Regions from separate parts of the Canis lupus genome. Here region 1 is linked to region 2. A link is a contact called in public Hi-C data. All regions are on one chromosome and are shown on one strand. Each heading gives the region's core, a stretch centred on a gene start, on an enhancer-like site or on the middle of the called end of the contact. The rest is flanking DNA. Distances are from core to core; before and after follow the strand shown.

Evidence for each region. Hi-C and Micro-C count contacts between places; a contact is called where the count stands out from the background.
Region 1: a contact with region 2 is called in a Hi-C map of blood, with 2.9 times the contacts expected there. The contact joins the enhancer-like site here to the promoter of SKI in region 2. A contact is called at or near these places in 3 of 9 Hi-C or Micro-C datasets (amygdala and blood).

Annotation. Positions count from the first base shown.
Region 1 is chr5:57,662,416-57,666,776 of UU_Cfam_GSD_1.0, forward strand. All of the region lies in intron 1 of SKI (ski oncogene), which reads left to right. Among named protein-coding and RNA genes, the nearest start is that of SKI, 43 kb to the left of the region's middle. Within about 2 kb of position 2,861, at least 9 of the 20 cell types and tissues checked have an H3K27ac peak or open chromatin away from gene starts, as enhancers often do. A contact at or near this core is called in blood, where this site is marked.
Region 2 is chr5:57,619,023-57,623,615 of UU_Cfam_GSD_1.0, forward strand. SKI (ski oncogene) reads left to right here and starts at 2,116. Exons shown (of 7, transcript XM_038537690.1): 1 at 2,116-3,115. The coding sequence starts at 2,147.

The DNA.
Region 1 (4,361 bases), core at 1,611-4,110, 44 kb after region 2:
AGAGGGTACAGGTGTGCCCAGGGAGTGGGGCGTCTTTGGAGGTTGGCCCTGCCCTTGGGGTGGGGACCATCACCACTGTTGCAGCCATTGCCTTGACCCCTGGGAAGCTTATGCTAGAGTCCTGTGGCCTCCTTCTGGCTGAGCACCTGCCCCAGGGGCTGAGGTTCCTAGAGATACCCAGAGCCTCCTGACAGCCTTTGGGGAGGGTTGGGAAGAAAAGGCATCCTGTGGTTTTCAGCAGGAGATAGGAAAAGGCGCCTGGGTGGAGCCCTTGCCTCCTTCTGGAGCCTGCTTCTGATCAGGACACCCTGGCTGGCCTGGCCTTCCTGTCCTGATCTCCCACCTTCACATGCTGCAGATGCTTCTTGAGCAATTGCCACAGGCCTAGTGTCTCTGAGGCTCCAGGGCCCTCAGGGCTTCCTCCTGGCCCAGTGGGGAGCTGAGATGCTGAGAGGGGCTGGCAGAGGGCACCCCTCCCATTGTGCCATGACTGCTTGGGAGACTTAGTGGCCAGTGACTGGACAGTCCCCTGAACTCCTGTCCACCTAGCTCTCTTGTGTCTTGGAACATTGTCTTAACCACAGACCAGGCTTGCATTTCAGCCATTGTCCTGAAACCCCTGCCTCCTGCCTGCTCATGCAATCTTCCTACATCTCTGGTGGGGGAGTGGTGGGGGGGCTGGTGGATACTCTAGCAGGAGGGAATCCTCTACACAGAGCAGTGCCTCTCCTTCCCCCTGCCCCGCTGGGCTCCTCTGTGCACCGTGTCCTCCATCGTGTAACCGTGTGTGCCTGGGGGCATGACTGGCCTCGTCCCTGCTCTTGCTGCTTTCTCTTCCCTGGCCTTGCCAAGAATGTTGGGAAATGGAAGGGGGGGGCACAGGAAATGCCTCCTTCCCTCTGAGGACAGCTCCAGCTGCAAGTGCAGGGAGCTGGGGGAGGGGCGCGGGCCAGTGGAAAGTTGTCCCCCCGCCAAGGCAAACCCACAGTCCCAGCCCGGCAGACAGAAGGGCTCTTTCTCCCTAATTCTGGTCCATTGTGAGTATCCTGGGAGGGAAACCAAGGGCCTGCACACCCTGCTCCCCCTTCTTCCCTGGGCTCTCTGGAGAGCAGCGTTTTCCTTTCACTGTTTAAAGTGGGGTCTGTTAAAAAGCAGATTAAGTGGTGACCCTGCCCCACTCTCTAGTCATCTGTGTTTCTGGTCATTGAGGAGTCAGTCCAGTGTAGTGTGCCCAGTTCCCCCCATGGCCTCTTCTCTGGGAAGCCGCCCCTCGTGTCACCAAAAGAGGGGCCTGCGCGTCCCCACCTACAAGCATGCCCTCAGGTTATACCCCTCTGACCAACATCAGCGGTGTGTCTTGGTTGTGTAGCCTTTCTTGGTGGCCCATAGAAAGGGCTCCTCCTAAGTTCTGGGAGACTGTACTGCCTAACATCTGAAGATAGATGTAGTCTCCAGAACCAGCAAGGATACAGGCTATCATATGAATGTTTAAGAACAAAACCGAGAGACCTTAATCTGTCTAATTAAATGATTGGAACACAATATCAGAGGAAGTGAGGGTCAGTGCTCAGGTGGAACCAGGCTGGACCCCAGGGGTCAAGGGTCAGCCTCTGCTGACTGTGGTAGGTAGGGCTCTCCCAAACCACCGAAATCCCTTTTTTCCATGCCCACTGGCTCTGACACTGTCCGCAGCCCTCCACCCTTTATTCCAGGGACTGGGGCGGCGGGGGCTCCCAGTCGCCCTCATCCTCTGCTGAGGAGAAGGTGCAGGAGGGCTCTTGGCCTTGCTCTCCAGCTGGGCTGCCCCGCTCTGCCAAATTCTTTCCTGGGAGACCCCACCCTTCCCCATGTGGTCTTTGGCTTCATGCAGTGGTAGGAGGGTGGGCAGACACCAGGCTAGTGTTGGCATAGGCCAGTGAGGTAGTGTGTGGTCAAGTGCTGGGCCAGGTCTCCCAGTGCAGGGATATCACTGAACGCTGGCCTGGCAGTCTCAGTGAATACCTTGGTGCCCTGAGCCAAGCTGCCTCCGTCTGCCAGGCCTGCATCCTGGGGGGGGGGGGGGCTTGCTGCCAGCCCCCCTCTCCTGCAGGGGCCGGGAGCCTGTCCTTGGGCCATCAGGAAGGGAGTCTTGGGGTCTTGGACCTATTAACCTGTTTGCACTTTGTGAAGAATTTTGAAGTTTAGGGAGGTGTTGTGTTTTAAACATTGTGGTTCCTGTTGTATGGCGGGACATGTTTTGAGTTGGTGGTTTCCAGGAATGCTGCTACATTCTCTTTGCTCTTGGCTGTTCTAAGATAGCAGAGCCTGTGTCAACCCAATTTTCAGATGAGAAAGTGGTCTGAATCCTTCACTCTGGGCCCCTGGCTGAGGCTTCTGTGACGCACACAGTCCTGGCTCTCCTCCGGGTCCCTCTGGGCCAGTGCCCACCTGGGCCTGTTCTGACCCACACAGCCACCTCCCCAGCCGTGACCAGTGCTGGCCCAAGGCCTGTCAGAGCCTCTTGTCCCCTGTCCGGCTCCACCCACCTGGCAGTGACTGAACCTCAGACAGAAGGGGCTGGATCCCCCTGGAGAACTTGGTCCCAGCTTGCCAAAGTGTGAGGGTGACACGTGCATTTTGCAGAGTATGCTGTGTGTCTGTTTCCGAGGGAGAATTCACATTGTTGGGGACCCCTACTGGTGGCTCTGCTTTTCTGTGCGCTGGTCTGAGCCCTGGTGGTTTGGTGCTGGCCTCTGAGCTCCTGCTGGCTGTGTCCGAGTCTAGGACGCCCTCCTCTGAGGACCCTCGAGCCGCCTCTCACCCTCCGGCGCTCGGGACGCACTAGTGGTGACTCTGCTGGTCCTTGGCCAGCCTTCTTGCCACAGCCCGGAAGTGGAGGCGGCCCTGTGGCCCGGCAGCGCCCCCCCTGTCCACTTGGGCTGTTGTGTCGGTTTCTATGGAGAGAAAACAGGGCGGGAGCTGGGGGGGTGGTGTGCGGCTGGGAGGCGGGTGCTGGGAAAGCAAAACACAGCAGGCGTGTGGGCGGGGCTGGCCTCGCATTTCCACTTCCTGGCTGGGAAGGTGAAAGTGGTCGCTTCTAGAGCTGCTGTAATGGCCAGGAGCAGCTCAGGGACACAGTTCACACACGGTCTCTCCTCCACACCCTGGCCTCCTTTGCCACCCTGGCCTGGGGGCGAGGGGTAGCCCTAGGCAGCTGCTGAATGGGGGGCAGCCACCCTGGAACCCATCTCCTGCTGGTGGGACTGCCCAGCTGAGTGGAGATCATTGCACAAGGGTCGGGGCTTTGCTGTGCCATGGTAATGAGCAAGAAGTATCTTCCTTTCTGCACACACTTCCCACCTGCCTCAGCCTCCTTGCTTGGCTCTGGTCACTGTGCTTTGCTCAGGGCCATTTGCATGTATGGACATGACAGCCACTGCCAAGGTAAGGGGCCCAATGTGTGTCACCATGCTCATCTCCCCTCCTAAGAGCCCCTCCAGGGCCCAGACCCCTAATGTGGCACCTGCCCTGTGGCAGGGTGTCGGCTGACCATGCAGGTTTGGGTTGGTTTCCTTCTGTTCCCTTCCACCCCCAGGTGGTCTGGAGGTGTAGTGGTGGGTGCAGATGTGGCCCTCCTCTGGGGGCCTGTTGACCTGACAGCCTGCAGCCTGCGGAGTGGGAGTCATGCTCAGATGTCCTTTCTGAGACTGTCCTCATCAGTGTCTAGTGTAGAGAGGGGAGTTGAGGGACAACACACATGCTTTTCTTCTTTTCTTTTCTTTTCTTTTTCTTTTCTTTCTTTTCTTTTCTTTTCTTTTCTTTTCTTTTCTTTTTTTTTTAATTTTAAAAAAATTTTATTTATTTATGATAGTCACAAAGAGAGAAAGAGAGAGAGGCAGAGACATAGGCAGAGGGAGAAGCAGGCTCCACGCACCAGGAGCCCGACGTGGGATTCGATCCCGGGTCTCCAGGATCGCACCCTGGGCCAAAGGCAGGCGCCAAACCGCTGCGCCACCTAGGGATCCCCACATGCTTTTCTTTACAAATACATCCCCAGATTAGGCCTTTCTGGTGATAAAAAGAAAAAACATTTTTACTTTTAATTTTATTTTTTTAATTTAATTTTTAAAAAAGATTTTATTTATTCAAGAGAGAAAGGCAGAGGCAGAAGGAGAAGCAGGCTCCATGCAGGGAGCCTGATGTGGGACTCCAGGATCACACTCTGGGCTGAAGGCAGTGCTAAACCACTGAGCCACCCGGGCTGCCCTCCTTTTAACTTTAATTAGAGCACAGAAAATCTCTTATTTTTTTTTTTTTTAAAGATTGTATTTATTAATGAGGGACACAGGCAGAGGGAGAAGCAGGGTCCCTGTGGGGAGCTT
Region 2 (4,593 bases), core at 866-3,365:
CTGCCTAGCTTGCTGGACTGTCCTTCTGCCCTAGGGTTGAGCACAGACTGTCTCTTTGATTTCAAGTCCCCACGTAATAGGCCTCACCTGGGGGCACCCTGCCTCTTGTGGGGGCTACCTAGCCAGCTTGTCCCACTGTGAGCCCTGGTCTTCTCCCACCCTGCACTTCAGGCGTCTCCCCCATGACACAGCCAGTTCCTGGAAGGGCACACAGCAGGGCGGCCCTCCGGCCAGGGTGAGGGGCTGCAGCAGAAGAGTCAGGCCACCTGTCTGTGGCAGGAAGGGGCCAGGGTCCCCAGCCCCCTCCCCACCTTTGGCCGTGGCAGTGACTGAAGCTGTGTAGCTCAGGCACCAAGGCCCTGCCCTGAGCTGCAAGAAGTCCTGCAGTGGGACACCGTGTGCGGGGACCCAGGTGCAGGATCTGTGTGTGGGGACCCAGGTGCAGGGTGGTGGGATTCGGGGACCAGGGTGCAGGATCCGTGTGCGGGGACCCGGGTGCCGGATCTGGGAGCAGGGTCGTGGGGTGGAGGCCGTGTGGGGCCTGCACGTGCGGGGGAGCCCTGGGACACGGTGCATCGTGTCTGCTTGCGCGGGGTGCTCCCGGGAGGGTCAGTCCTAACGCGTGGGAACCCACTGGCGTCCTCGTCCTTCCAGGAGGCCCGGGTCGCGCGCTATGTGGGGTCCCCGTCCTGCCGGATCCGCGAGGTGTGCGGTGGAGGCCGCGCAGGCCGCCGTCCTGCCCGCCCCTCCGCGGGTCTGCGGTTGTGGCGGGGGCCGCGTGTGGGTTTCTGGGCCCGGCAGCGGTGACGGCGGCGACGGCGGCGGCGGCAGCACGGGCGCCTTCCCAGCCGCGCAGGAAGCGGCCTCGGCCGGAAGGGGGGGCCCCGGGCGCCGCCACTGCCCCCGCCGAGCGCCCTTCCGGCGGGCGGGGCCGAGCAGCGCCGAGCGGGGCCGAGCGGCGCCGAGCGGGGCCGAGCGGGGCCGAGCGGGGCCGAGCGGCGCCGAGCGGGGCCGAGCGGGGCCGAGTCCCGGGCGGGCGGGGCCGAGCGGAGCCGAATCGCGGCCGAGCGGAGCCGAGTTCCTGGCGGGCCGGCCCGAAGGCGGCCGAGTCGGCCCGAGCCGCGGGCGGGGCGGCGGCGGGGGAGGGGGAAGCGCGCGTTCTTGGAAGAGCCAGGCCGGGAGGCGGTCGCATTCCTGGCCGGCGCTCGGCTGAGGCGGACGCGCGGCTCCAGACGGCGCGAGGGGCGGGGCGGCGGCGCGGGGCGGGGCGGGGCGGCGCGGGGCGGGGCGGCGGCGTGAGCTCAGCGCTCCGCGCTCAGTCCGAGCCGGAGCGAGCCGCCGGGAGGATGTGCGCCGAGCCCCGCGCCTCCGCCGCCGCCGCCGCCGCCGCCGCCGCCGCCGCTGCCGCCGCCGCCGCGCTCTGAGGGCCGCCGCCACAGGCGCTCCCGCCGCCCCGGAAGCCGCGCGCAGGCGGGCGGGCGGGCCGCGGAGCCGGGCGCCGGCGGCGGGGTGGGCGCGGGCCGGGCCGGGGCGGCCGGCGGCGGGCGCGACGCGGCCGGCCAGCGCCGCCGGGACGAGCCGGGCGGGCGCCGCGCGGTGGGAGGAGCGGGGCGGCGGCGGCGCGCCGCGCGAGGACGGCCCGGCGGGCCCCGCGCCCGCGCCCCCGCTCCTCCCGGGCCCCTCGGCCTCGGCCGCCGCGGCGATTCGCGCCTCGCGGCGCCGGCACCTGCCCGCGCGCCCCCCGCGAGCCCCGGGCCCGCGAGCGTTGGCGTTGGCGTTGGCGGCGCGCGCAGGGGCATGCCCCGCGCCTAGGGCCCGGGGGGCGCGCGGGGGGCGCGCGGGGGGCCCGGGCGGCGGCGGCGGCGGCGGGCGCGGCGCGGGGCGCGTGGATGTGGCGCCGGGCCCGGGCGCCGGCGGGCTCCAGCGGCGGGACCCCTTCGCCCCGCCCGCCTACCCCTTCGCGCCCCCGGGCGAGGCCGAGGCCTCGGCCGTGATCGGCCGGGAGCCGGCGGCGGCGGCGGCGGCGGCGGCGGGGGGGGGCCGGGGCCGGGGCCGGGGGCGCCGCCGGGGCTCGCGGGGCGGCGGCGGGGGCCGCGGGGGCCCCGGCGCGCGGGAGCGGGAGCGGCCCGGGGAGCCGGAGCGCACCATGGAGGCGGCGGCGGGCGGCCGCGGCGGCTTCCAGCCGCACCCGGGGCTGCAGAAGACGCTGGAGCAGTTCCACCTGAGCTCTATGAGCTCGCTGGGCGGCCCGGCCGCCTTCTCGGCGCGCTGGGCGCAGGAGGCCTACAAGAAGGAGAGCGCCAAGGAGGCCAGCGCGGCTGCCGTTCCGGCGCCGGTCCCCGCGGCCGCCGAGCCGCCGCCCGTGCTGCACCTGCCAGCCATCCAGCCGCCGCCGCCCGTGCTCCCCGGGCCCTTCTTCATGCCGTCCGACCGCTCCACTGAGCGCTGCGAGACCGTGCTGGAGGGCGAGACCATCTCGTGCTTCGTGGTGGGCGGCGAGAAGCGCCTGTGCCTGCCGCAGATCCTCAACTCGGTGCTGCGCGACTTCTCGCTGCAGCAGATCAACTCGGTGTGCGACGAGCTGCACATCTATTGCTCGCGCTGCACGGCGGACCAGTTGGAGATCCTCAAAGTCATGGGCATCCTGCCCTTCTCGGCGCCCTCGTGCGGGCTCATCACCAAGACGGACGCCGAGCGCCTGTGCAACGCGCTGCTATACGGCGGCGCCTACCCGCCGCCCTGCAAGAAGGAGCTGGCCGCCAGTCTGGCGCTGGGCCTGGAGCTCAGCGAGCGCAGCGTGCGTGTGTACCACGAGTGCTTCGGCAAGTGCAAGGGGCTGCTGGTGCCCGAGCTCTACAGCAGCCCGAGTGCCGCATGCATCCAGTGCCTCGACTGCCGCCTCATGTACCCCCCGCACAAGTTCGTCGTGCACTCGCACAAGGCGCTGGAGAACCGGACCTGCCACTGGGGATTCGACTCGGCCAACTGGCGGGCGTACATCCTGCTGAGCCAGGACTACACGGGCAAGGAGGAGCAGGCACGCCTTGGCCGCTGCCTGGACGACGTGAAGGAGAAGTTTGACTATGGCAACAAGTACAAGCGGCGGGTGCCCCGGGTGAGTGACCCTGCTGGCTGGGGCCATGGGAGGACGCTGGGTGCTCTGGGCCCCAGGGCCTGGAAGCTGGGAGGGCTGGGTCCTGGGGAAAGGCTGGGGGGCCCTCCTGGGCCAGGGGCTCTGTGTGTGCAGCTTGGGGCTTGTCTTGGGGTTTGGATTTGATTTAAGGAAGTTCAGGGTTGTGTTGGGTCCCTCCCTAGTCGTGGCTGTGTAGGAAGGTCCTTTTGCTCGACCCCTGTGATGAGCCAGCTTGCTTGGGACAGGGGCCCTAGGGGTTCGGCCTGGTGGCTGGAGAAGCATTCCCAAGGCCCACAGCCATTGCCCTGATGGGCTTAGGAATGGCGGGAGGCTCGGCTCCAATACTCAGACACTCTTGCCCCCAGAGAACTGAGAAGTGAGATCCGGGCGGGCCCAGGCTGCAGCCTCAGGCCTAGGCCTTCCTCGGGCCACTGTGAGGAGGGGTGCAGACCCGGTGGGCCCCTAGGCTCGCACACAGAAGGGTGCCTGCCAGTGGTCCTCAGCAGACAGAACTGGGCCTGGCAGGGCCGGTTTGTGCCTTGAAGTCTTGGGAGACAGGCTCAGAAATGCAGCCAGGTGTCCAGGCCACAGTGGCAGGGGGCCGAGACTCGGTGACTCCAGTTCTGTGCGTTTCCCTGGGCCTGCCAGGGTGTGAATCCCAGAGTCCCCCATGTGGGGGCAAGGGCTGATTGGCCCTGGGCTTGGGGCCTGGTCAGCGGGCACCTGGGCCCTGAGTAGGAGTAGCTCGTGGCCTGCGATTTGTTTTGGACACGCCCGTTTCCTTGTCTCCCTCTCTCTCAAATGCTGCAGGGCGGGGGAGGGCCACTGGCCGAGGCTCTGTTGTTTGCCAGGCGGAGGATGTGATCCGTGTGATCTGGCTGGGCAGCTCCTGGGCGACTGGACGGTGAAACCTCTCATTGGGGTCTTCACCAACTTCTCGGTGTCTTCCCCTCCCCAAGTATTTGTAACTTTTCTTTTAAATATCCAGGCTTATTAAATTGCATACACAGAATGCTGCATTGGCTCAGCTATTCTGAGGAGGCCTAATTAATTCAACTACTGCATCAAACTTTTTTTTTTTTTCTAAATCTGTGAATAGATGCTCCCGCCCGGTTTTCTCTGGGCGCCCCTCCAGCGGAGTGTCAGAGTCTCGGTGAGCAGAGGAGGGGCTGGGGATGGAGGGGCTGGGTGCCTGTGCTCAGAGGGGCTGTCGTGTGCGCGCGTGCACGTGTGTTCCATGGCATTTCTGCCCTCAGCTTTGCCGCTGCCCAGGTGGCAGCTGTCTGCAGACTGGGGCAGGGCTTGGGTGGGAGGGAGTGTCTGAGTAGGGGAGGGTATTGGCAGGAAAGGCCCAAGCCTTTGATTTTGGATGAGTTGGTGATGGGTGGCGTGATGGGCACCCGACGTGAATGGGGACTTTTCTGTTCGGGGTGCCTCTACCTACCACAGCCACTGTGGCT